Regions from separate parts of the Mus musculus genome. Here regions 2, 3, 4, 5, 6 and 7 are each linked to region 1. The links are chromatin contacts, called in public HiChIP or PLAC-seq and promoter capture Hi-C maps. All regions are on one chromosome and are shown on one strand. The core of a region is the stretch at or near the end of the contact, and the rest is flanking DNA. Distances in the headings are between cores, read along the strand shown.

Region 1 (3,617 bases), core at 556-3,055:
ACTTTGGAAGTTGCGGGGGGGGGGGGGTACTTTTACAATAACTAAAACAACTGCAATCCATTATTAATGTGAGGCCTAAATCCCAAACAGACCATCTCCACATAAAAGATGCATTTAAGAGTCTTCTGAGATCAAATAGCCAGTGTTATTACTGTTAGATACTGCAGTAAGAAAGGAAGTCATATGGGAAATAAATCCAGACTCTACAGCGGAGAGGAAAAGCTACTGATACGTCCAGCCTTCCAAAGTATTCCCGGTAAACCGTTAGCTCCAACTCATTGAAGGCACAGTGGTAGCAGGGTTTTGAGGGAGTCGTGAAGAAACCTTGTGCTGGAAGCATATAACTTCATGTAGGTGATTACTGGCCAGGGTGCAATGTTTTAAAGCCATATAAAGACTCGTACTTAAAGAGAAAAATTAGCGCAAATCACTCTGACTTTATGCCTTTTAGTCAGAGAAAATAAATAATATATTCAAACGGGACCAGATCCGGAGCCGCAAAATAGCAGTGTTTCCTTGCTGCTGGTGCAGACTCGACCGGGAGGGATGGGCTGGGAGGCTCGGGCAGGAGGGGCAGGCGGAGGGGCACCAGGCCCCACGCCGCGAGTGGGGCTGCAGGGAAAGTTGCCGGGTCCTGCTGGCTGAGCCGCCCGGGGCTTGCCTAGGCGGCGGCGGCGGCGGGGCAGCCGACTCGGGCCCTGGCCGCCGCTCGCCCTCGAGCCGGAGTCCCACTCCGCCCGCAGCGGCCCAGCCCGGCCCGACCCGCGGCCTTGGCGGCTCTGTGGCCTCCGCGGCGTGGGCTCGCCAGACCCCGAAACTTTCGCCTGGGGGTCGCGGGCAGGAGGCAAGGACAGCAAGGTCCCGGGCCGGCGCGGGGAGTGCGTCTCCGCAGCCCACGGACTAAGGCTAGCACTGCCCGCCCGCCGCGTCCGAGGGGCGCTGCCCGGGCCGGCCCGCAAAGCTGGCACAAAACAAAAGTAAGAGTTCGGGGCGTCGGCGGGGGGCGCGGCGGCGCGGGAGGACCCCGGCAGCCAGGGCGCCCCGGGTGCAGCCGGCGTGCGGGGCTTGCGGGGCTCAGCCGCCCCTCCCTGGAGCGGAGGAATCGCGGGCACCGCGCTCCGCGCCGCAGCCGCCAGAGTCCAGATTGCAGCGTGTCAGGGGCTGCAGCCGCGGACACACGTGCGGGGCGCCCGCAAGCCCCGGCGGAGCTCCGCAGTCCGGCGCCCCGATATTAATTAACGCATTAATAAGAGGGCGCCATTAGCCATGTGCCCACACAAATGGCCGAGCAGGAGGAATGCACCCGCATGGAAACAAAGTTACTTTCTTAAAGCTGCAGCCCCCCCCCCCGCACACGCGCGCGCACACACAGAAACACGCGCAGACACGGCTCCCGCCGAGGCACACGGCCGCCCCGCGCCCCCGCAGCTGCTTACCTGGGTGAGACAGAGCGGAGAATACATAACTGCCGGGCGGCGGGGGGTGCGTGCACGTCTGTGTGCGGGCTGGAGGTGTGCGTGAGTGTGGGTGCGAGAGGGAGAGAGAGGAGGAGAGAGCTAGGAGGGGGGGAGGAATAAAAAATCAAGCCTGCTTCTTGCGTTCACATTTCCAACTCGGCTCAACTGCAGCAGCCAGCGCTCTTGCCGCTCCACGCGCTGAACTTTAACCCCGCCTAGAGTTTCCCTACACTCCACTATACTGTCTACTGTACGCGGGCGTTAAAGGCATAGCGCACCCTTTCCCGCTCCCGCGCCGGCCGGCCGGGTGCCCGCGAGCTGCCCGCGCGCCCGCCTGCGCCGCGTTCTGCACCGCACCGCACGGCCGCCGCCCGCTCGCGCCGCCGCCGCGGGGGTGTGGGGGTGGGGTGGGGTGGGGGTGGGGGGGCGGGGTGGGGGGGAGCCGGGTGGGGGAGGGGCGGCTGCGGCGCTGACACCGGTCCCCAGCCTGCAGGGCCGCCCGCCCGCCCGCCGCTCGCTCCGCGCTCGCTGCCTCCCGCGGCCCCCCGCCCCCCGCCCCGCTCGGCGCGGTCCCCGGGAACGCGGCGCGGAGCGGTTTTTTCAGCGTGTCCTCCGGGCGGCTATAGGCTGCCACAGGATGTGCTTAAGCAAACAAAACTACTTTTCCTCCTCCCCATCCCCCCACCCGCGCCGCAGCCCTCCGCGGACGTCGGGAGAGGATTGGGGCAACTTTGTCGGGGCGCCCCGCACCCCCGTGGGCCGCGGGTTGGGCTCCCTAGGAACCCCAGAGAAGGGCGCGCGTTACATTTGCATGTATGCAAATTTCTTGTAAAAAATCAGACCTTCTAGGTAACTTTTCCTCCCTTCCTCTGAAATGCGGTAAAGCTCAAAAGCATTGTAATCTCTCCTGCGAAGCTTTCTATGGGAATAGTATCGTCGGGAGAGGTAATATGCACAAAAGCCTGCTAACTTTTCAGCTACGACTCTATAGCAGTCAGAATCTGGGGGTGGGGGGGATAGGAAGATCACCCCAAAGATTCCCCAGATTGCGGGGGAGGAGGTGTCTGGAGAAAGCAAGGAGGAGAGTCATGAGCGAACGCTCTTCTCTCCCAGAACCCAGGAGCTGGTGGGTTTAAACACAAACGCCCAAAAAAGTTCTGTCACGTCAGAAACAACAGTGGTTTAGCTGGGACATTTTTCTGTATACTGAGAAGGAAAACTGTGAAAGGGTTGCCCCCTTAGGAAAGAGATATGTTTGTATCCCCAAATGGGAGCCCAGGACTAACATCTGAGTCCCTGTTCCCCAGACACACTCTTCAAGGGTGCGTCTTTGTGGATCCCAACTTTTCCCTTCCCCAGGTAATAGTTCTCAAGATGGAAAAGAGCTTCCTGCAATTATTTTAGGTTTGCTAAAGTATTGTTTTGGCAGAAGGGGGGGGGGTGGTTTTAGGGTTTGGCACATTGCCAACAAGCCTGCTCTTCCAGCTTTCTTTTTCTTCTGTCCTTCCCTCCTTCCTTCCCTCTTTCTTTTCTTTCTTTCTTTCTCTCTTTCTTTCTCTCTTTCTTTCTTTCTTTCTTTCTTTCTTCCTTAAAAAAAAAAAAACTCAACACTTTCTCTCTAGACTCTCTTTTCTTCTAGAGGGGGAAAAAGTATACCTGTCTCCTCCAAACTCTCATTTTCTCCTCCTCCTCTCCCTCCTGAAGTTTTGCAGCCTTCTGTATTTACCTACCCTTCTTTAAAACTCCCCAGATTCCGACGCTGGCACACAGACTGGGAATCCGCTCCCTGGTGGAGATGACAGGACTAGAGTCTGCAGGCATGCCCACCCGACAGAAGAAAGTGAGGGGGTATGATCACTTTCATTCAGATTTTTTTTTCTAGGTGGGTAAGCCTGCTACTAGAAAAGGCCAAATATAATGTTCTGCTGAGACAGCCGGCAGTCTAAAGTTTGTTTGTTCTCTAGTCCGTTTAGGGCTAATGCTCAAGAATCCATTCTTCTCCCCCTGATTCCCACCCCCTGCTCTTGAATATTCTTGGAATCCATATTATTCCGATTACATATTAAGGATTGAAGGAAAGTAATAGCTTCAACCTTTAGTTAGAACGTCCATTTTCCCAAACTAAGCAACTGCTTTTCCTTGGTTCCTTGTGGCTTTCAG
Region 2 (3,617 bases), core at 448-2,947, 1.4 Mb before region 1:
AATTCTATCAGACTACTAAGAACAAAGCTTCAAAAAAAGAGTTTCACAAAACATTTTTCAATATATTTGTATCCAGGCTAAAGAGTTAGCTCAGCAGTCACCAGCACTGGCTACTCTTGTGGATGACCTTGGTTCGATTCCCAGCACCCAAGGTAATCATCAGCAATTCCAGTCCCTAGAGATCACATACCCTCTTCTGACTTCAGGGGGCAGCAGGCATACCCATGATGAACAGACATATGTGTAGAAAAACACCCACATAACAAAATATTCTTTTTAAAATATATGTGCATCCCCTTTTATAGAAAAAGCATCAATTAAGGGGGCCTCTAAACTCATTTTACTAATGTAGACAATCCCTCACATTGCCCAGTTTTTAACTTCAGTTCTCAAATTCTTATGGCAGGTGAACCAGTTAATTAGCTTCAGACACTAGACTAATTAGAACTCTTCCCTAGTTGGAAAAATAAAAGCTTTATCATTTGAAACTCCGAAAATACATTTCAAAACCTTTCCAATCCCTCTGGGCACTTCCAAAGACTCATAATCTAATTAAAAGCCACAAGCAGCAGGCAGGAAAGATCACTCCTTTGTGTCTATCTGCTATCAACTGACACAAAATCAATTCCAAACTCCCAAGGGAATGTAAGGTCAGAAAAGGTAAACAAACAGAAGGAAATCTTCACCTAAGTAATTCAAAGATTAAAAAGCTATAAAATAATACAGTCTTAGCCCCGAGGTCGCAATGAACCTCGTGTGGAAAAGTAATCAATAAAGATAACAAAAATATACGACAAAAACCCTAAGAAAATAAACTCAAGCAGAGTTATGCTGAGCTGACCCAGTGATGTCGGGTCATCGCACGGAAGATTGTAGTCTGAGTTTCCAACTTCAATAACCCTCAGATGTGGGTGGGCATGTGAGAATGAGCAAAAGCCGGTCTATGAAGTCAGCGTTATTAGCACAGCCAGGGTATATAATGCTACAGATTGCGGTTTCAAACAACGAAAGGGGCAACGGGGCTACAGACGGACAGATTGAGATCTAACATTTCCCACACATACACTCTTTTTGTTTTAAATGAAGAGAAACAAGGAAGAGTCAATGGGATACGGCGGCTAGGGAGAAAACCTTTCCTGGTCAAGAAGGGTAGAACAGCCGGCCACTGGAAGGCTTACAGTTCAAAGGGCGAGGAGGAGTCGTCAGAAGATAACCCTCAGGAGGAAGCAGAATCGAGAGAGGCTCCAAAACCCTCCAGGAACCCAGACGGTTGGCCACGGGTCTGCACCAAGGGCAGGGCCGCCCCCAGAACCGGCCATTCGTAGACTACAAACACCAAGCTCCAACCTTCTCCACTCCGCCAGCCTCGAGCCGACCCCTCGGCGACACGGGACTGGATAACTGTACAGCCGCGCAGGAGTCCCCACACCAGACGCGCGTCGGCTCCAGCAGCCGCTCCGAACAGCGCGTACGCACCGCAGGACGTGCGGCCCGCGGCCCCGCGCGGCCACCGTAGCACAGCACACCGAAGCCTCCGCAGGCCGCGGTCCTGCAGGAAGCCCTGTCGGAGACCCTAAGCTCCCGGGCTGCAAGCTCAGAGCCTAGAGCAGTTCATTTGTGAGGGGCAGGCCCAAGTTAGATTTACAGCTGTCCCTCGTAACTGTAACTACTGGACTTCAGCTACTACCCGCCACGCACGGTGAGCGTCTGCGGTTTCGGGACTACAAGATCCAGCATGCACAGAGCTCTGGGTCCTTAAAACCAAGCCCACTTGGATTAAAAGACTAACAGTCTGTCTACTCCAAGGCAAGCTGTGGTATGGGGTATTGATTACATCCTGGTGGAGCATTCAGTTTTCACATTCAGATTCATGTTAAGAATTACAGTACAGGACCTGCCTTTAAAAAAAAAATCGGGAGAGATATACTAAATGATGTCAACATGTAATTCTACTAATATATTGTTTTCAGTAACGCAGACTGTTGGAGCAATACATAAGAAATAAGAGCAGAAACTACAAGGGGGAAAAAAATCAACAATCTCTGCTACCAGACAGTTAAACAGTTAAACATCGAGAGAATGAACGCCTTCTGGAATACAAAATATGTTCTTTGAATTTTAACTGTTTCACGATTAGAATTGAGTGGCGTTTTATTTGAAGATAGGGACTTGCAATACAGCCAGACTGACCCAGAACTCATTATCTTCTCTCAATCCCCTAGTGTTGGAATAAGAGATCTGTGCTAGGACGCTGGGAAAGTTATTTCATGTTAGTCTCATGAAAACAGTTGCCTAGAATTAATTACTAGAGCAATTTATTCACCAGTCACATGGGCCGGACAGGGGTATAACAAGACAACAAGAGGGTCATTTATTAGCATAGATAACAAGGTATCTGCTCCTTTGTCTGCTTGGATAGTTTGTTTCATATTTTGAAATGCAGAACACTTTCTGATGACTTGGAGAGGAGATAGCACAGATCTCACAAGCTGTCCTTCTCATAACTTCTATAAGGACTTGTATGAGGGTTCTCTAAGAAGCAGAACTGATAAGAGGAGTGTATATTAGACTTGCTTACAGGATGTGGTCCAGGTAGTTCAACAATGGCTGTCTCACACTGAAAAGGCCAAGACTCTGGTAATTGGTCCATGAGGCTACAGGTCTCAGAAATCCCATTCTGGCACTTGGATCCTGGAAGATTCCTGGAGCACTGTCTTCATTTCAATTCCAAAGAAATTGGATTTAGTACTGGCAGCAACTGGACAAATAAACTTGCCAGCAAAGGTGGGGCAAATGGATGTAGAACAGTTTCCTTCCTTTTTTTTATTTGGACTGCTACCAAAAAAATGTGGTCTAAATTTAGAGTGGGTCTTTCTTCTTCAAATAATCTGATTAAGAAAACTCCTCACTACAGTACCCAGCAGCTTTGGTCTGAATTAATTCTAGATGTAGTCAAACTGACCACCGAGATTTACCATCACACATGTGCTACCAGAATGGCTGTATTTTAATTTTTTGTCATACTATATTAACAAACCATGAGAACCGAGGCTTGGATTTATATGCTAACTATAGAAAAGTATGGTATATTATATGTATACCACAAGCAGAGGCTTTCTGCAGATTTATGGTAAAACAAACTTTTTAATTGGTTAGAAAAGGAAACGGTAATGCCTTACATTTTTACAGTCTCACAAGGGAGTCACAGAGGGACTTTCTATTCTCTAACACTGGCAAGGAATCCACTACCATATAAACCCCTTTCCGACTCCAGTGTGCTAAATTATGCAGTACAAGCAAGTAAATATTTAAAATCTATGATCATGGAAAAGAGTCTGCTGCTTTTCATACTCATGCACCAAACTGGAATTGCAGTGGGAGAGAACATTTCCAGTAGTGACTGGGTGGGAATGCTGATGAACTATAGTTAGGGGGAATGGGATTCACTGGTGTTTGTGGTAAATAAACACTAAGTTACAGTGATATTAAGGAAGCTTTTGAAATATGCTTCATTTCTGGTAGACATGGTTCTAAAGCAGTTTTAATGTTCAATTGTGTAAAGGAAGAGGGGTTTAAAAGTACATAATTTATGTAACAGACTGCTTTTTAGAGATTCT
Region 3 (3,617 bases), core at 404-2,903, 1.3 Mb before region 1:
CTTCACAGTGCATGCAATGTCCTTTCAGACTCTTTGGCAACTAGTGAGTCATGTATACAAAGAACTATTCAAAGCAAAATGTGCTCAGTCTCTAAGAGAGTACTGAGAAGATGTTTGTCAAGCAGAGATAAAGGCCTACAACATCTGCCTGGGAGCATGAAAGCAGACAAGCCATCCAGAGACTCTGAAGCACCAAGGACAAAGTCAAGTATACCATGGATATTGATAACACCTGCGAGGAAACTGTAGCAGCTAGGTAGGTACCCACTGCAGCCCAGACCCCACACTTAGACCTTGAATTCAGTGCATCTTCACACTATGCTTGCAACTAAGTAACACTGTTCCGGTTGTTTAAGTAATTTGCTCAAGGTCACATGGGGAGGAGGCAGAAAGCAACTGGGTTTCTATCATGAACAATGGAAAGGTCTGGAACAGTGTTACAGCAAAGTTAGACTTGGAGCAGCTGTATCTTTCCCCATGGACTCAAATATTCTGAAAACAGAACCGCAGCTAGCTCACATTTGGGCTCTAGCATACCTGCATTTAAGTACATGTTAAATATATACCCACCTCGAATGGGCTATCCTCACCGTAAACCAGTGTTTTAAAGGCATCCAATCACCTGGTTCAAACCCAGGTTAGGGTACAGACGGGAAGTCCTGGACCCACTTAATGAGTGCTTTCTGTTCTGTATGACTGGGCAAGTGACCAGGCTTCAAGCTGAAGGTTTCGCTATGGTGAGAGACAATCTAACACGCTCCACAAGGATACAGAGGACATTTAGTAACTGCAAATAAGGTATATTAAATTCTTAAAACATTTAGGAGGGAAGGTGTCACAAGAAGCCAAAGGATTTTTCTTAGTTTCACAATTTCAGAACCCAATGCATTAGAACAAGACTGACACAGGTTCTATTTATAGAACATCAAAAGGATGGAAAACAGTTCATCTGATGGATATGCATGTACGCATACATATGAAATGAGAATGCCAGAGTAACTGTAAAGGACTCACAAGAGAATTCTTTACAGGGATAACTGTTCTTGGAGAAAAGGGCCTGGGCTCTGGGTCTCACGTTCACGGGAGGAGCTTGCCATGTGTGACCAAGGGCAAGTCACAGCTTCTCTGAGACAATTTTTTTCTCTCTAAAATGGAGCTAAATCTACTTCAAAGAGCTGTTGTGGAGATTAAGTAAGATCATGCGTGTAAGCTTGGCCATGCACCACAAATCAGCGATTATCACACCACCTTTGTGGGAGAGTTCTTTCTACAAAGAAGAGCCATTGTTTCTCCAGCTAGACCCCACTCACGAGGTCGGGGCGTGCAAGAAAGGTGCTTTAAACTGCCTGGAGTCAGGAGCTGCAGGAACCAAGCCGCAAGGCCCTTTCCATTTCCTAACCTTCCCTTTGGGGAAAGCACAGCCCCGCGCGCGTTCGGCGGCTACGGTCACGGCCCCGTCGTGGGTCTTCCCGGTCGTGGCGGCAGGGCAGCGAGGGCTCGCGGCCCGGTTCCACACCCGGCGTCGCATCAGCTCCCGCGGGCTCCGGCGGCCTTCCAGCCCGGCCTCCAGCCGGGATTGGCGCGCGAGGCGAAGGGGGGTGGCGGGGGCGGGGGCAGAGAGAGGTTCCTCGTGCGCGCCTCCTCGGCGCATTACGGTACCCTGGTTCCGCGCTCCAGCGGCCGGCCCAGCCTCGCGGTGGGGTCCGGAGAGCCGACGGGCGAGCGCGCGGGAGGGAGCGCGAACGGGAGCGCGAGGAGGAGGAGGCCGCCCAGCCCCGCGTCCAGCCCCGCGTCCAGCCCCGCGCCGCCGCAGCCATGGCGGAGCGCCGCGCCTTCGCTCAGAAGATCAGCAGGTACGCGGCGGGGAGCCCGGCCGGGCCCCCGGGGTGCGAGGGTGGGTGTGGCGCGGCCCACGGGCCTTGCCGCGCGGTCCCGGGCCTGCAGTCCGCGCCCCGCCAGGCCCGCAGGGCGTGCGGCAGCTCGGCGGTTCTTTGTGTCCGCAGTCGCGTCCTCCCCGGCGCTCCACGCCCACGCCCCGGCTCCGGGCGCCCCAACAAAAGGAACTGGCGTGGAGGCCACGGCGCTCACGCACCCGTCGCCACCGCTGACAGCACCCCGGACGCCCCGCCCGCCCCAGCGGCTCCGCACCCACGCCTGCACAGGCACACTGAGGCCGCAGTGCAAAGTTATGGGCTGCGGGACATGGGAGCACCCCACTTACCCGTGGGCTCGGTGGGCGTTCTTTCTCTGGCCCCAGAGGAAGATGGATGACCCGACCCGCACTGGGCTTTATGCGTGGGCCTAGGAGTAAACCACCCACCGAGGATAAGGTTCCCCAGCAGTTTACCTCCCTGTCCAGATAAAAAAATGGAAGGATGTTTGTAGAATTTAGCTATGGGATGTACTTATGGATAAGGAACTAGGCATTGTTTGTTTGTTGTCTCATTAAAGCCTTATTTCTGCGACTTAGGCTTAAAGAAAGGCAACATTCAGATGAAATTTTGTGATGGCTGTATATATTTCTGTGGTTCTGAATCTTTTTAGCTTGTTGATATTTGTAGAAGGTTTTTGGATATGTTGGAGAAAAGCTTTTATTAGTTTCCGGACCCCCACAATGTTAAGGCTTTTGGGACACTTTTTTTTTTTTCCCATTTAAAACTAACATCTCATTGCATCTCTGTCTTTGGCTAAGATCAGATGTAAATGAACCCTTTTTGAGTTTTAAAATATGTATTTCATATTCTTCTTAAATAAGTTCTTAGGAATATGGGTGCTACTGGTAGACTAAGATAAATTACAATACTGAGTGTTTTTAAAATCGGGACCTTCACCAGGTTGTTGAAATTCTCTTGCATGTTAGTTGTCTCATCTGAAAAATGGTAATAATGGTATCTAGCTTATTGGGTTGTCGTGAATTTTAAATGGTCATTTTTTTTATAAAGCACTTAATAGTGCATTGTCCATATTATCATTGAACATTTGTAATTGGGATTGGAAAGTATGAGTTTTTGTTTTGGGGTCTTAAGGCATGCCATTAAAGGACACATTTTGTACAATTCTTTTAAATAGATCTTAGAGTTTATATCTCATAAAGTAAGTACACCCTTGAGGGTAAGGTATGAAATATAGATAGTGCCTCTTCTCTGTGAATGGAGATATCAGATGGAACTAGTCTCAAGACAGAAAACAGACTCTGTTGTGGAAAGCAGCCTCAAACGTGAGTCAGGCTAGCCTTGGAAGTTACAAAATCAAGGCAGGGAAATGAAGCCTGTGCTGTTGCAGGAGACGTTTAGGTAGACATGGCAGTGATGAGTGATTGCGAGTGGAAGTTGAGGAAGAGTGGGGCCATGCGCCTTTCCTGCCACCCAGCTTTCCAGCTGTGCAGCCAGCTGAATGATAGAAGGACATCTACTCATATCTAGAGCTGTGCATAGGAGGAAGTGGTTTCCGAATTGGGGATAAGATTGGATGGAAGTGAGGATTCAGGTGTAGACATCTTGGCTTTGGGGGCTTATATAGCATTAAGTGGAGACATCTATTAGCTTTTTGGTACTGGCTTGAGACGTAGGAGAGAATGGGGACCTCGAATTCAGAACCATCAGGAAGTAGACGATGAG
Region 4 (3,617 bases), core at 411-2,910, 1.1 Mb before region 1:
AGGGTCTCCCAGTGTAGCCCTGGCTGGCCTGGAACTCAAAAATCTACCTGCCAGCCTCTTCTCCCCAGTGGGAAGTCCTACGGCCAAGCTACACCCAGCTCCAATTGTTTCTAAGCTATGTGACTAGAAGTTTCAAGGTAAAACTTTAAACGGGAGCGGGGGAGGGAGGAAGAGAGATACGGCAATACCTGTGATACTTTATAGAAATTTATTTTTTATTTGGAACATCTAGAAGAAAGATAATCCTTCTATTCCAATATTCCAAAAATATGAACGAGTTTCAAATATAGGTACCCAAGTAGTAAGTAGTTGAGGTACACACAAATTGATTCAAACTCTACCCCTAAACATTTCACCCCAGTTCACTGTACACTGCAGGGAAACCATTTCTGGGAACCAACTCAGGAAAAACTGGACAACTGGCAAAATTTCCCATCTTATCTGCAACTTAAATTTTTGTCTCTTGGCCCCTTAAATGTTCTTGATGAAATGACCTGTTAGGAATGATAAACCAGCCTTCGCAAAACTGTCAGACTTCCCCCAAGCACTAATGACTCCGGAAAGGTGTCTTCCTGGGAGCCAGTGAGAGAAAAGTCATCAGCCAGCTCAAACAGCGGCCGTCATCTCGGCCAGCCACCCAATCTGGGACCCTCTAAACAGCCAGCCAGCACTGATGGTCACCAAGAGCGCGACACTTTCCCGGGTGCCCAATCTTATGTTCTCCACGTCCCTTCTCAGAGCTTTCAGTCAAAAAAGCCTCTCCAGAACTATAACCCAAGCTTCGCACAATGAACTTAGCCCTAAGTCTTCTTGACCAAATGACACCGTGAATCCTCAGTCCCACTACTTTTCAAATCTGTGTACAATGATAGGATTCAACTCTTCTTTCAAGAAAAACGTGAAACAATAAAAACAAACTCTTGGGCGCAGGGTTAAGACACGTGGCGCCGTACACACTTCTGGAGAAACTGTAAGTCAAGAAAATGCGCGGTAAAATTTCGCAAGCCCCGACCCAGGACACTGCGATCACAAACATCTCTTCTCCCGGCCAGCCTCTCCCATTACGAAAGGCGTGGGCAGAGGGGCACTTGGGTCCTGGGTGTGCCACCCCGGGGGTCGCCGCGCCCGCCGGCAGTCCCTCGCAGCGCAGCCCGAGCCTAAGGGGCCCTCCCCACCGTCAGCACCTGCCGCGCAGCCCCGGGCCCTGAACCCCGGGCGCTCCTTACCCGGTCATGGCCCTTCGCGAGTCCGCGGCGCCGCCGCCGGGGAGACCAGCCGGGCAGAGTGCGGGCGCGACAGGTGAGCCCGGCCGCCGTCCCGGGAGAGGGATCGCTGGTGGGCGCCTCCCGCGGGGGAGTGACCATTCGTCCGCGGAGCGGGAGCCGGGCCGCCGCTCGGTCCTGCCCGCCGCGGCACCACTACATCCCCGGCGCAGCCCGGCCGGGAAGGCTACGGGCGCACAGCGGTGGCGGCGCTCCCGAGCCGCAGGGTCCCCGCACGGCCGCCGAGGGGGAACTTGGCGCGTTTTCCTCAGTCTCAGGACCCCCGCGAGTGAACCCCCGCCCGCGCCAGCGTCGCGGCTGGAGGTGGCGTCCACGGAAAGTGCCGGTTCTCCTCTCCACGTTGCAGAGGCGCGAAAGGCGCGAGCCGCCGCGCGACCGCCCCTCGCCCCCGGCACGCTCGGCTCCGGAACCAGCTGGAACGGTAGTTCCTCCCGGGGCCTAACGGGTTCTGCAGTTTAAACAGCGCAGGCAGCGGCACGGGCAGCTCGCGCGGGTCCTCGCAGAGGCGCGCGCTGCGCAGGAGGCCGGGCTGGCGCGCAGGAGGCTCACTCGCTCGCTCACGCCCTCTTTTTTTTTTTTTTTTTTTTTTTTTTTAATTCTTTTTAAACATTAGCACTCGCGAGTTGAAGGGGAGGGAGCTTACGGGTCGGGAGATGGGACAGGGAGTGACTGGGACAAGCCCCTTCCTCAGGTGCTCAAATGCGCCAATCCAGGCTGAACAATTTCCAAAACCTCATTCCTCCGCCCCACCAGGAAGAGCCAATCAAAAAGTACCTATACGAATAAAACAATTAGCCGGCAGAGAAGACAGTCTGACCAATAAAAAAAGTACAAGGAACGAGGCCCAGCCAATCCCGGGAGAGCATACGGCGCCCTGGAGCGGCTCTTTGCAAGCTCATTGGCGCTCCAGTGCGCGCTTTCTCTGCCGAGGTTAGGGTTCCGCTTTCCGTTTTGTTAGCATGGGGAGGTGGCGAGCCCGGAGGGTGTGGCTTCTGGGCCGAGGCCCCGGTGCAGGCCCGCCTCTTTCTTTCTTTTTTTTTTTTTTTCTTCCCCCTCCTGGCGTGCCCTCTCCGGAAGGGTTACCAAAGACGCTCGGAAAATGGCTGATGCGCTTTGCTAGCTGCTCGGCGCCCGCTGGGCGTCCAGTTTACCGAGGAAGCCGCGGTCCACCCTATCTCAAGTTGTGCGTTAAGAATGAGCACTGCCTTAGCTAGACAGTGCACAGCCGAACGCCTTGGAGCCTCGGGTCCTTCTCCCCTCTCGCAGGCTGCACAAGGGTTTTAGTTCTCAGGCTGGTCTCGCGGCTGGAGCTTCAACGGGTTCTGGCGCGAGCCGGTACCGAATGACCCACAGGCAGCCGCACAGCCTCACCCGGTTTGGGCTTGGTTCTGTATGCTCTGTCTTTTGTGAGATGATCTCACAGTGCGGTACTACAGCTGATGAGAACTCAGTACAAATCCGTTCAAGTGGGGTTTTTTTGTTGTTTTTTAAATGTCCACTGTGTGCGTTGCCCTGTTTAATGCCCATCGTGAGTTGGTCTGTTGAATGGCCACGGTGTGTGTTGCTCGGTTTAGTACCCACTGTGTGCGTTGCCCTGTTTAGTGCCCTCCGTGTGTGTTGCCCTGTTTAATGCCCTGTTGAACTATTTTCAGCATGGTAGGGATAACAAGCGAAGGGAATGTACTCCATGATCTACAGTCTACTGAAGACCGAAATTAAACTGGTGATTTGAAATAGTGTAAATGGTAGATTTTTTTTAAAAAGGTAACCGTTTGGTCGTTTCGATGGGATAATGAAGACTGACGTTTCAGCAGACAGTTCCAGGAAGTGTACTTTGAATGGCATGGAGGGGAGGTCCATTTGTGGGAGAAGATGAGCTGCACATCACACGTGTCCATAGCACCGGGAGCTTTAGAAGCTTGGTGTTGGAAATGAGGACAGGATGCTTGGATAATAGGGAGTCTAAGTACGACGGTAGGAACTGTAGTGAAATGGGCGTATGTGGGAACAAGCAGGATGCACAACTTTCCAGGGTCAGCTGGCAGCCTGAGGAGTTCCTGTCAACTTTTAGGGACCTTCGCCCGGTCCAAACTGGGATTCGTGGCTTAATTCCAGAAACTCATTTTCAGACTTGCCAGTTTGTGAAGCAGATTTGGAGTTTAAAGATACTTTACTGTAGGGGCAGGGAAAGATAAACTACGAAAACATGGCTGTAGTGGAAGGATCCCAGAGAGACCAGTCCAAGAATGGGCACAAACTCAAGGGACAATCGAAACTTAAAAATAATAATAATTATAATAATAAAAGTCATTTATAGGATTTCAAAGTTTCTAT
Region 5 (3,617 bases), core at 488-2,987, 1.1 Mb after region 1:
CATACACCTTCTAAATCCAAAGAGGCCTTTGTGCTTCCTTTATGCTGACAGAAGAGGTTGAATGTATCTGTCAGCATAGAAGGGATATCTCTACACACCTCCGAGATGATCCCAAATGCTGGATATAGAACTGCAGAACTTAGTGTTTTCCCTGCTAGGTTTTGGTCTTGCTTTGGCTCTACCTTTCATTACTGTGTCCCATTCCTTCCTATGGAGTGGGAATCTATACTCTGCTAATGTATGTTGGAAGTATGCAATTCTTAAAAAATAAATGGCAGAGGAAGTCACAGTTGAGAGACTGCCTTGGGTTTTTGATGAAACTTTGGATGTTTGAACAGTGCTGGGATTTTCCTGGGACTATAGGGACCTTTGACATTGGACTGAAGAAGTTTCAGGGATGGACCTTCTACACTTGATCTTAGCCAAAAGGCCGAGAAGCGATAGGGATGGACCTTCTGATTTGAATGTGAAATGTCCTCTATAGGCTCATGTTTCATATATTTGACCCTCAGCTGATGATGCTGTTAAAGAAAAAGGACGAAGAGCATTGCCACAGAAAGTGAGCCATTGGACTGGGACTTAAGACTGGCCCCATTTTCCTGCTCACTCTATCCTAAGCCTGAGTGCAATGAGACTATAGCTATCCTGTTCCTGCCACCAAACCTACTACCATGCCTCTCTGTCATGATTGGCTATATTCTTCTTGGACTGCAAGCAAAAGTGAGCCCTTCCTCCTTGAAGTTGCTTCTGTCAGGGTATTTTGTCAGAGCAATGAGAAAGCAATTAGCACGAGGTGTTGGGGAAGCAGAAGCAAGAAGTGGGCACACATGTTTGGGAGGGTATGCCAAAGAAACTGCGTAATGATCAAGAAGCGTCTTCACTGGCAGATGAGATTGGAAAACCTAGAGGTGGATGAGAGAAGGACTGCAGATTTCTAGGAGAAGCTGGGGAATAGAAAATGGTTCTGTGCATACAGATAACTAGCCTGTGTACAGGGAGGGGGTGCGTCCATGGCCACCACTTGGTGTTGCTACCGGTTATACAGCGTTTCGCAAGAAACTCGATCCTGATGGTAATGAATGAAAGTTTAATTTGGTGTCATTTCCCCCTTTAAATTAAAGTCAAGTGTTTTATTTATTTATTTATTTATTTATTTATTTATTTATTTATTTATTTATTGCTCTTGTTGTTTTTACAGATATCATAGTTCCTGACCTCAAGAAACTACCATTCTACCCAGAGAGAAGTCAAGCAAGCTACAACACAGCAGTAAATTCCACGAAGAAAGCAAGCAGTTTCAGCGATTCAGATATAACCAAGACACACAGAGGATTGAGTTGAGAATTGGGGTCTGCATGGGTGTTGCTCAGCAGACAAAGGAACCTCGTCTTGAGCTGTAGGAACAGCTGTGCCAAGCCCAGACGGGAGACAGACCAGACACAGCTTGTTTGGGAGGCTGCAGGTGTTAAGTACTGCAGAAGACAAGCGAGCAGGTGGGAATTGATAACATGGAAAGCCAGGGGCCTACCAGAGGTCAGCTGATGATGAGACTGTGCAGTGTTAAAGCAAGGATGTGTGGTAGGGTGCCCTGGCCCTGAGCAGGCATGGGCTGGCTTCCCACTGCAGTCAGCAAATCAATTACGCCCTCCACCGACTTTCGCCTTGTGTATTTAGAATGCATGGTGCTCCCCTGCCAAACATCTGCTCTCGCTATTAAGCATGCCATGGTAACCATTGCACTCTGTGCGTCAGCGCCACCAGGATTGGTAATAATCACAAGTGTCAAAACCGAGAAAGAATGGGGAAGGAAAGCTGTGCAAAAATCCAGCGGCAAGATGATTGGACTGGAGCACCAGTCTGCAGCTCGCCAGCTGCGCCTTCTGCTGCCCTGCTGGGGGCAGGGGAGCTGATATGGCCCTGGCCTCCTTTTGCCCCTTCTGTTGATCTCTCTGCCTGTATTATTCATTCATCCACTGCTTTCCCCGACATTGGAAAATATGCCCAGCCTTGCCAGCGCAACATATGTGCCCCTGCGCCATTGTGTATGATGAATAAACCCGCCAAAAGCTCACCAGACCTAGGGGCCTCTGGGTGAAGACCTAGCATTGACACAGACAGGCAGTGGCGTGTCCTGGCTTGGGGCCACAGGAAGACACAAACCAGGCTTGGGCTTTCAGCCTGCCTACCTCAGAGTCTGGAGACTTTGGCAAATCTCTTAGGCTCTCTGAGCACTGCTTTAGCCCCCTTTGCAAAGCAGGAGTAGGAACACTTATCAATTACAGATTCTTGGGTGCATAGAGCCAGCCACCTTTAATGGGAGTCCACCATAGGTCTTCAGGGTCAGTTATACATTTTTATTTTTTAGTTGTGCTCTCGAAAATAGAGATAAGTAAAATTGCTTGGCACTATGCTGAACACTTTATTTAAATTATTGGGTCGCCATAGCCATCCTCAGGAGACACTGTTGAGACTGCTTCATGCAAAGACTGAGTTTAGGAGACAGTTAAAGGTTAGTTTACTGGCTTGTCGAGCCCTAAGGTGGTGTCATTAGCAGGCCATGGGTGAGCTGGAAACAGTCTTAGCCCAGCTTGCTGCTTCAGCTACGCTGCTGGCTCTCTTTCCTTGTTCTTCTCTATTGAGAAGAGAATACTGTTTATAGGCTCCAGTTCAGCCGCAGGAAACATAAAATGAAGCTAGTTCCTCTTCCAAACAAAAGCCCTTCGGAAAGGCAGCGCCATCTCCCACTTCCCCAAATCTGTCTTCACTCTGACCAACCAGTGCCAGATCCCTGGGTAGGTGTCCCCTCCTCCAATTATTTCCCACCGATCCACTCCCTCCAGCTTGGTGAATGCCTCTTTTAAAATGGGCTCAAACCCGTGCTGTGGGATTCCTAAGTGGGAGTTATGGTTTCCCTTTCAGCGAGTCAGCACATTTAGACTCTCATAGATAGACAGGCTGTCAGGGTTCCTGCCACCATCTGGAGCATGCCCCTTTGGAAGGCTTCAGAGCATCCCTGAGCAAGTTTCTTGCGAGGCTCGGTAACGTGGGTTCCAGCGCCCTCAAGTGGACATAGAGGGAAATCTATGAAAAGGACTGAATCACTTAGAGAACTAGAGAGAACTCTCATTGATCTCATTAACAAAGCAAGATGACCAAAAACAGCAGGCTTCACAACAGAGCTTCTGCTTGGAACTCTTTCCAGCTTGGTGTGAGATGGGTGATCACACCATGCAGAGGTCCCGAAGCAAGCAGGAACTTACAGACCACCGCTGCTATTTCTTGTGCCAACCAATAAATATGCCACCCGACCCTGCCCCAGCCTGCTATGGAATCCTCACTGACAGCTTACTTCAGCTTCAGCATTCTTCCAGCTTCGCTAAGGATGTAAGACCCAGGTTCAAGATTCCAAGCAGTGAGATGCTTCCTATCACCTTGGCCTCAGAAAGTCCAGAAACTGAATCAGTGAACAACCAGATGCAAGCAAGAAAAGATTTATTCGAAGCAGTACCTGCAGCTCCATGGCAGAAAGTCACCTGGGGTTGGAGAAATTCACAAATGGATACATATGTTTGACCTAACATTCCTGCTTAGGCAAACATGGTCAGGAAGTAGTTTGT
Region 6 (3,617 bases), core at 585-3,084, 1.1 Mb after region 1:
TTGTTTGTATGTATGTGTGTGTTTGTCTGTGTGTATGATTATGTATGTGTTTGTATATATGTGTGTATGTTTGTCTGTGTGTATGATTATGTATGTGTGTATATGCATGTGTGTGTTCATGGTGTGCATGTTTGTGTGTATGAGTATGTATGTGTGTACATGCATGTGTGTGTTTGTGGTGTGCATGTTTGTGTGTTTGTGTGAGTGCATGTATGTGTGTCTATATGTGTAGTGTGTATGTGTGTATATACTTGTACATGTGTGTATGTGTGTCTTTGTATTACTTGTTTTGAAATAAAGGGAGAAAAAAGTGGGAGAGTATGGGGGAAAGATGGATCAGTGAGGAATTACAGAAAGAATTGTGGCAAATATGATCAAAATATGTTGTATAAAATTCTCAAAGAATTAATAAAATATACATTTTTTAAAAGAACAATAAAACAGTCTTTATTTATAACTATGATGGTATCATAGGGACTACTTTCAGGGATTTATGCCTTAGAGGAAAGGTCTTGGGCCCAAATTCCAAATGACAAGGGGAAATGGGAACTTATAACCAATGGTCAACAAAGCAGGGGGTGAATACATGGACAATCACAAAGAGGCCTCAGAGGCAGGGGTGAAGTTTCTGAATTAGGGTCATGCTTCATAAAGTCAGACTACATGGTCACAGCACGGTTAGAATTTAGGCAAGAAGGGAATCTTGGTTTGGAGGTTGTCTGTATGCTTATCTGTCTGCTTGTATATATATCATGAGAGTATACTCATTACTTTTATATGAGTAAAAATTAAGGAAATAAAATTTAAATCCATAGAGAAGATTATTTATTAAGGTAACAATGTGACAGTAGAGGTTATAGGAGGTCTGCTATGAAGCCAACAAATTGACATAAATAGTAATATGCTATGATGTCATTACACTTCAAAATGTCATTGTGGCATTTGTTGTTTTTTATTATTTTCAGATAGTGGCTTATTGAATACTCATTATGTGTCACTGTGGAATTCTAATAAAGATAGAGAAATAAAGACCAGTGTCTGTTGGTTGATAAGCTTCCTGCAGTAGGACCTTCCTAAGTGGGTGACAGTATGCAGTAAGCTTTTTAGAGATGATACAGTGGTGTGTGTGTGTGTGTGTAAGAGAGAGAGAGAGAGAGAGAGAGAGAGAGAGAGAGAGAGAGAGAGAGAGAGAGAGAGAGTAACTTTCCAAGGATCACAAACTTCATCTTTAAAGATGAAGAGAATAAAGGATAGAGGCATTTTCTCAGCTGGATCAGACTCTCTCATACCATATAGCCTTGAGCAACTCACTTTTTTAGTAGAGCAACACCATTCCATTCATATTAAATGAGATATTGCATCAATGGCTTAGCAGTGTATCTTGAATGCCACAGAGAAGTACCACAGAGGAAACAAGTATCCTCTATTTTTATACAATTCTTCCCTTCACAACAGGCCTAATTATTAGTTTTTTTCCAGATATTGAAACTAGCGTTTGGATCATTTTCAGAGTGCTTTCCTGGTCAGCAGAAACTGCCTTTTACATTATCCTCCCACCTGTAATTGCTTCTCTTACTTTACAAAATAGGTTGGCATTACTATGCCCATTCTACTGTTGAAAAAACTGAAGCTCAGGGTACTACTGAAATCACTTTGGTTCCAACAGGCCTAGTGAGAGTGACTAAGCCAGGAGTGAAAAACTGTTGTGTAAATTCCAAGTCCAGCAATGCTATGTAGGCCACACTGGCAGCAAACAACTAGTACAACACCCCTGTATGAATGGCCTCATTGTCCAGCAAGACTGGCAGCAAATCCAACATAGCCTCTTCTACTTTGTCATCAGCACCAATGCCCAGATCCTTGACCATGTGGGTCACTGGTGAACACCTACTGAATGGAGCCCACACATGAACATTAGCAAACCCCAGCTGCTTTCTCTCAGCTCCATACCCCTCTGAGCCAGTAACAAGGCATTCTCAGCCACCTGGAGGTGGTATGTTCACAGACACAAAAGCATAACTAAAGTGATAAAATAGTCCAAAGTTTGCTAAGTGTTTTCTAACTTGAAGAATTTCCCAAGATCATTAAGAGGAACAATAAAGATGGGGGTGATACTCTAATTGGGATCAGAAACTGGAGAGCTTTGGTGCCATCTAGGGAACTGTGAAGTTCTGGAAACAAGTGTGTGCTTTTCTTTTCTCCCTCTCCTCTCTGTCTTTATGAGCCTTTCAGCTACAGTTCCAATGCTCCTTAGCAACAAAGGCGAGCTTCCCAGAGCTGGGTGACTCAGGAATGCCAGCCCTTTCCCTCATTAGCATTGAGGGGCCTCATCTGCCTGCGCAGTTGGCCAGAAACCATGCAAAAGGCAAAGTGGTTTGGGGAGGGCCCAGCATTTACCACGGCTTGTTGGAAAGTGGGAAGCTGCCTCAAAAGTTTCCAAACAAAAGGCATCAATATTATTTGTGGAGCCATCAGGCTGCCTGGGACACAATATGGCTCTGGCTTGGCCACATGCTCCCGCCCCAGGTTCTGAGCAAAGACTCCAGGCCTTCCCACATCACATCTTGGCCTTGGATCTTTACACAGTGCATTGTTTCCCTCTCCCCCTTCTGTTTTGTTGCTCTTCAGACTCAGTTTTTCCAAAATGGACAATGGGTAGACTCCAACTGGTAGTGGGGTTGCCCAGAAGAGGGCAATTGACAAAGGGTAAGTGGTCAGATGGTAGGACAATCACTAGCAGATGGTGCTTCTGAGGATAGAGTCCAGGAAAATTCATAGGCAGATTGAGCTCTGACAAAGGCCAAGGGAGATTTATCTTGTAAAGAGCAATTGGCACTTGGTACCAATCCCTAAAGCCCACACACTACTATCCCACACAGTTTTCTGTTCTTGCAAAGGGAGATTTAGACTGAGAATCTGTCTCATCAGAATTCCAAAGTTCTGGTTAGTTAGCCAATCCCCAGAAGATTATAACTGAAGCTCATTTTCTGCTTTCAAGGAGCCAGCTCTAAGCAGAGATTCCTTGGGCTTCCTTGGGCTTGGACACCTTCTGAGATGTGACTCTTCACTATGTGTTCTCTCAGACAAGTCCAATTTGTTCTTCCAAAATCCATCTCTCTTTTCCCTGTGGACATTGAGAATGTAGATTGATGACTCTGCTCCCTGTGCCTGTCCTTTATTGGCAGAAAAGAAGAAGGGATAGGGGGAAGGAAAATGGGAATCTTGCTTCTCTCCTACAGTGTTGACTCAAGTTCAGGAGGGAGGGTCAAAATGCAAAGGGAGCTAGAGAAAGTCATATATAAATCAATGCATTAGGTTACCAGGGCTTCTATTATATCTTTTTTTAAAAAAATGAGAATTTCATATATGAATAATTTTTATATCCTTTCCATCACTCTCTCCTTCCCCTACAAATCTTCTCATGCCCCTCAATCCCTTTCTAATTATTGGCCTCTACTGCTATATAAGCATTCATATAAACTTACATACATATATACATACATACATACATACATACATTCATGCATACATGTGCATTCACACACCCCCACTACAAACTGATTCAATTTAGTATTGCTTCTATTACATGTGCTTAGGGCTGACAATTTGAGATTGGA
Region 7 (3,617 bases), core at 677-3,176, 1.0 Mb before region 1:
GCCCCACGCCTAATTAGGCTCACAATGCCCAGAAATCAAGGAACAAGTTCTTCGAGGTATCTGAGAGTGCAGAAGGTTCCAAGACTGGGACTTAGAATGCTCAGGGTTCTGTTCCAGCTCAGCCAAGTAGCTTGTGTGACCTTGGGCTAGTCACAGAACACCCGAAGCAGAAGGAGTAAGTGATCTACACTGGCTGTGTTGCACAAGGATGTTGAGAGGCCAAAAACCAAATGCAGACAATGAGGCACAAGTCCAGGAGCTTAACCTGGTTATAGGGACAAGACTTAGCATTTTATTTTATTTTATTTTATTTTTGGTTTTCTAAGACAGGGTTTCTCTGTGTAGCCCTGGCTGTCCTGGAACTCACTCTGTACACCAGGCTGGCCTTGAACTCAGAAATTCACCTACCTCTGTTTCTCAAGTGCTGGGATTAAAGACATGTGCCACCACTGCCTGGCTAGGGCTTAGCATTTTAAAGTAAGATTCATTCCTTTTCATTTTATATGTCTGAATATTTTACCTGCATTGTATGTTTATGTATGTGCTCCAGGAACATACATGCCTAATGCACCAGGAGGCCAGAAGAGTACGAGTATGGTACGCTGAAACTAAAGTGACCAGTTGTGAGCCATCATTCCAACGCTGGGAATCAAACCTGGGTCCTCTGCAAGAGCGGCATTTTAAAAATGAGGTGTCGGAAAAAATAGAGACCTCACTTAAATGTCTGGGTTTCTGGCTTCTCTGGGAAAATGAGCCGCTCCTGTCATATTCCTTCCTTTCACCGGATGAGGATAACCCAGCAGGCCTTAGTAGGCAGAGTCTGAGGCTGCTCTCCCTTGGGCCACAGACCCTCCCCCAACTCCTATTTGGGCTCCAGCACTGAGGCCATCATTCCCATTTGTTACTGCTATCATGAAAGCTTCGTGGAAATGAAGTCATCCTAATAACTATGTTTCTGTCGAAACGGAAATTAAATGTCTCTTGATTCAAATTATCTGTCCCATCTGGGTCACGATGTCAAAAATAAAACTCCTTGGGCTGCTTTCTGGGCATGGATTCTAGGAAGGTGGGCCAGGGGAGGTCACAGCTGGACTCTGGATACCTGCCAGCTGCCATCTCCTTCCCTCCCCCTTCTGTTGGTCCTCTCTGTGAGGGGTTAGGAGAAACCACTCCACTTCTCTTTCCAGGTGTTGGCCCAAGTGGTCCTTAGCTATCTGTCCATTCAAGCTTAGTAACTTTTAATTGGTACAAAGCTGCTGTGGAGATGGGTGTATGAAGAGAAGACGGATTTTTATGTGGAGCTGAAACATGGATTTGGAAGGAAATTGGAAGGGAAATGGCTTAGGAGACATCTAAGTCCTGTTGTGAACGACTCTCACACCCCCACACTGGGGCTAGGACCCCACTGCTCACAGGATCTCAGTTGTCAGGCCTTGGTTCGTGTTCTGATTTGGGCAGTTATTACCCTTACCCTGTCTGATACTGTTTCTCCACCATGGTGGGGACGGAAACGTCTAGACTCCAGAGTCTAGACAAACTTAGAAAAACGCACGGGGGAGCCCTGGGGAAATCTGGAAAGCGCCTTACACAGGCTGAGACTTTTCTGGTTTCTTTTCCAAAAGTTTTTCTTCTTAACTCTGTCCAAGGCTAAGACCCTCCCCTCGGTGTCGCAATTCTGCCCCTTCCTATACACCAAAGCCCGCGCCGCGTCAGGAAGGCGGGGACTCGGGTGGCGGCGGCGAGGATCCGGCTCCTGCGCTCCCAGTCCCGCAGCTGGCGCGGTAGGTGTGCCCACAGCTAGTGCGTCCCGGCTCCAGGCCCAGCCCGGCGACCTGAGGGCGCCCGGAGGGTGTGCGCGCCCGGGACAGCAGGGTGCGGCGGCGCGCGGTGCGTGCCGGACGCGGACGGTGCAGAGGAAGGAGGATCGTGCCACTGAAGACCGTGCAGCTGCAGCTGCGTGCACCCCGAAGCCGGGTGGGAGCTCGCGTTGCTCCTGCACAGCGGTCGCTTCCTGCCAGAACCCCGCGGTTCCCCAAGGTAAGTGGTCTGGCGTCCTCTCGCCCCGGACACACGCCCCGCGCGACCCAGGCTGCGCCCGCTGCGCTCCGCGACCCCTGCTAGCGCCGCGTCCCTGCAGAGGCTGCGGCAGCCTGAGCCGGGAGTCCGGAGGGTCGGGGAAGGAGGGTACCCGCTCTTGCTTTCCAGCTCTGGGTACTAGGGAGACCGTAGAAGGGGGATCTCGTCGTCCTTGAGACTCAGGTGGTGCAGACCCTCGCAGCTGTCCTCAGACGGACGCTGCGGTCCTGGATGCAGCTTACGGGACTGGGGGCGCCTCCCGGCTGGCTTACAGGACTACCTTAAATATCGCCGAGTCTCTTTCATTTTGCAAAACATCGCGCCTGTTCCCCAGCCCGCACCTCCCTCCTCCTAGGTGAAGTTTCTAGAGCTATGATGGGATGCGACCTTGGGCAGAGGGAGGAGGGCTGCCCTGCATCTGTGTGCTAGGCGCTGGCTGAGGATACTTTGCCAAGCCCATGTGCCTCTTGGTTAGCTCTCCTCCCCTCCCCATCTTCTTTAAGGTCAAATCTTTGACCCCAGAACTTTGTCGCTGCAGACTGACCAGTTACAGACAGGAGCTGAAAAGTCCATGCATTCTACGCTTGGCTGGAACCTACTCTCATCGTGCTACCCTGGGCTGCAGAAAACCAGACTACTACTTCCCAAGCATCCTGGGATACAGACTTGTAAGACCAGGGTGGGCATTTTCCAGGAGAAAGAGGCTATTCCATTTCAAGGATGTCCTCTGAGGCTTGTGCAAAGTCTTATGCAAACAGGACCAGGGGAGAATCACCTGCAGCCAGTGATGGGGTTACAGCCAAGAGAGAAGGCATCTCTAGTTTAAAGTGCAATCCCGGAGGACCTACCTGAGTAAACCAAATTGGGCTCCTTAGCTTCTCAAGACAGGGCACAGAAAAGCATGTTGCTTCCCAAGGAAGCAGAAGTGGGGTCCACTTTGGCATTGCCCTTAAAGTCCAGCCTCCTACCTCAAGGAGGCGTGATGTGTCTCAGGGACAGTGTGTTGTAGGAATGATGTAAAAGCCAGAGAAAAAGCACACACAAAAAAAGTTCAGAACCAGATATCAGGCAAGGTTTTCAGATACAAAGGTAAACAGAACCGTGCACTGGCTTCAGGAAGCTTGCTGTCCAATGACCAAGACGGAGTGAATCACATCACTCTGGTGTAGAATTCTGCTGCGTTCTCTGATTCTAAACTTGGGTTCCCTGAGAACTGGGGATGGGCTGAGCGTCAGAATGAAGGCTGAAAGCTAACTGGTTAGATGGTGGATTGACTTTCAGATGGAAGCAGCCTATGAGAGGACCCTGCCCAGCAGCAAGTCCTGTGCAGGAACTGAAAGCCTTTGTTTGCAGAGGAGAACCAAAAGCCCTATAGGCATGGCCCTTAGCTCTGCATTCCACTGACTGGGCTAATCAGTGTGTGTCTTCCTTTCTCAGTCATGATGTTGGCCTATTAGAGGCCCCTGTCTAGGCCAAATGCACAGAGAAAAACAACATGATGGGAGCTTTCTACCTACACCTTTGTTAAGGGTTCAGAGCAA

Evidence for each region. Promoter capture Hi-C pulls out the DNA fragments that hold promoters and counts their contacts. HiChIP or PLAC-seq counts read pairs in DNA pulled down with a chosen protein or histone mark. Capture Hi-C pulls out chosen DNA fragments and counts their contacts.
Region 2: a contact with region 1 is called in a promoter capture Hi-C map of adipose tissue, with 2.5 times the contacts expected there. The contact joins the promoter of Atg4c here to the promoter of Nfia in region 1. A contact is called at or near these places in 6 of 39 promoter capture datasets (the C10 cell line, embryonic stem cells, hippocampal neurons and 2 more), 1 of 115 datasets of contacts at active chromatin or transcription factors (embryonic stem cells) and 2 of 9 other capture datasets (adipose tissue and embryonic stem cells).
Region 3: a promoter capture Hi-C map of cranial neural crest shows a contact between it and region 1. The contact joins the promoter of Dock7 here to the promoter of Nfia in region 1. A contact is called at or near these places in 3 of 39 promoter capture datasets (the C10 cell line and cranial neural crest).
Region 4: a promoter capture Hi-C map of pre-B cells shows a contact between it and region 1. The contact joins the promoter of Usp1 here to the promoter of Nfia in region 1. A contact is called at or near these places in 10 of 39 promoter capture datasets (the 3T3-L1 cell line, the C10 cell line, cranial neural crest and 6 more), 4 of 484 Hi-C or Micro-C datasets (B cells, CD4 T cells, embryonic stem cells and 1 more), 5 of 115 datasets of contacts at active chromatin or transcription factors (astrocytes, embryonic forebrain, embryonic stem cells and 2 more) and 2 of 9 other capture datasets (adipose tissue and liver).
Region 5: a contact with region 1 is called in an H3K27ac HiChIP or PLAC-seq map of stem cell-derived neural progenitor cells, with 26 times the contacts expected there. The contact joins the enhancer-like site here to the promoter of Nfia in region 1. A contact is called at or near these places in 5 of 39 promoter capture datasets (cranial neural crest, hippocampal neurons, maxillary cranial neural crest and 2 more), 5 of 484 Hi-C or Micro-C datasets (cerebellar granule neurons, cortical neurons, stem cell-derived neural progenitor cells and 2 more) and 10 of 115 datasets of contacts at active chromatin or transcription factors (craniofacial prominence, embryonic forebrain, embryonic limb bud and 5 more).
Region 6: an H3K4me3 HiChIP or PLAC-seq map of neural progenitor cells shows a contact between it and region 1, with 30 times the contacts expected there. The contact joins the enhancer-like site here to the promoter of Nfia in region 1. A contact is called at or near these places in 3 of 39 promoter capture datasets (hippocampal neurons, pre-B cells and second pharyngeal arch cranial neural crest), 3 of 484 Hi-C or Micro-C datasets (cerebellar granule neurons, stem cell-derived neural progenitor cells and stem cell-derived neural stem cells) and 10 of 115 datasets of contacts at active chromatin or transcription factors (craniofacial prominence, embryonic forebrain, embryonic hindbrain and 6 more).
Region 7: a promoter capture Hi-C map of embryonic stem cells shows a contact between it and region 1. The contact joins the promoter of Kank4 here to the promoter of Nfia in region 1. A contact is called at or near these places in 2 of 39 promoter capture datasets (cranial neural crest and embryonic stem cells) and 1 of 115 datasets of contacts at active chromatin or transcription factors (embryonic stem cells).

What each region holds. Positions count from the first base shown.
Region 1 is chr4:97,775,814-97,779,430 of GRCm38.p6, reverse strand. Nfia (nuclear factor I/A) reads right to left here and starts at 1,805. Exons shown (of 11, transcript NM_010905.3): 1 at 1,437-1,805. The coding sequence starts at 1,463. It overlaps Gm38709 (a long non-coding RNA gene), which reads left to right and starts at 2,008. Exons shown (of 5, transcript XR_003955232.1): 1 at 2,008-2,402; 2 at 3,208-3,305.
Region 2 is chr4:99,192,014-99,195,630 of GRCm38.p6, reverse strand. It overlaps Atg4c (autophagy related 4C, cysteine peptidase), which reads right to left and starts at 1,697. Exons shown (of 11, transcript NM_175029.3): 1 at 1,179-1,697.
Region 3 is chr4:99,118,961-99,122,577 of GRCm38.p6, reverse strand. Dock7 (dedicator of cytokinesis 7) reads left to right here and starts at 1,653. Exons shown (of 50, transcript NM_001369286.1): 1 at 1,653-1,853. The coding sequence starts at 1,816.
Region 4 is chr4:98,921,853-98,925,469 of GRCm38.p6, reverse strand. It overlaps Usp1 (ubiquitin specific peptidase 1), which reads right to left and starts at 1,660. Exons shown (of 9, transcript NM_001301414.1): 1 at 1,227-1,660.
Region 5 is chr4:96,696,176-96,699,792 of GRCm38.p6, reverse strand. No RefSeq gene overlaps it. Among named protein-coding and RNA genes, the nearest start is that of Cyp2j5, 34 kb to the right of the region's middle. Within about 2 kb of position 1,737, at least 47 of the 459 cell types and tissues checked have an H3K27ac peak or open chromatin away from gene starts, as enhancers often do. A contact at or near this core is called in cortical neurons, embryonic forebrain, forebrain and 4 more, where this site is marked.
Region 6 is chr4:96,717,983-96,721,599 of GRCm38.p6, reverse strand. No RefSeq gene overlaps it. Among named protein-coding and RNA genes, the nearest start is that of Cyp2j5, 56 kb to the right of the region's middle. Within about 2 kb of position 1,834, at least 60 of the 459 cell types and tissues checked have an H3K27ac peak or open chromatin away from gene starts, as enhancers often do. A contact at or near this core is called in embryonic limb bud, forebrain, neural progenitor cells and 3 more, where this site is marked.
Region 7 is chr4:98,815,846-98,819,462 of GRCm38.p6, reverse strand. It overlaps Kank4 (KN motif and ankyrin repeat domains 4), which reads left to right and starts at 1,926. Exons shown (of 10, transcript NM_172872.3): 1 at 1,926-2,037. I0C0044D17Rik (RIKEN cDNA I0C0044D17 gene) reads left to right here. Exons shown (of 3, transcript NR_151512.1): 3 at 1-988.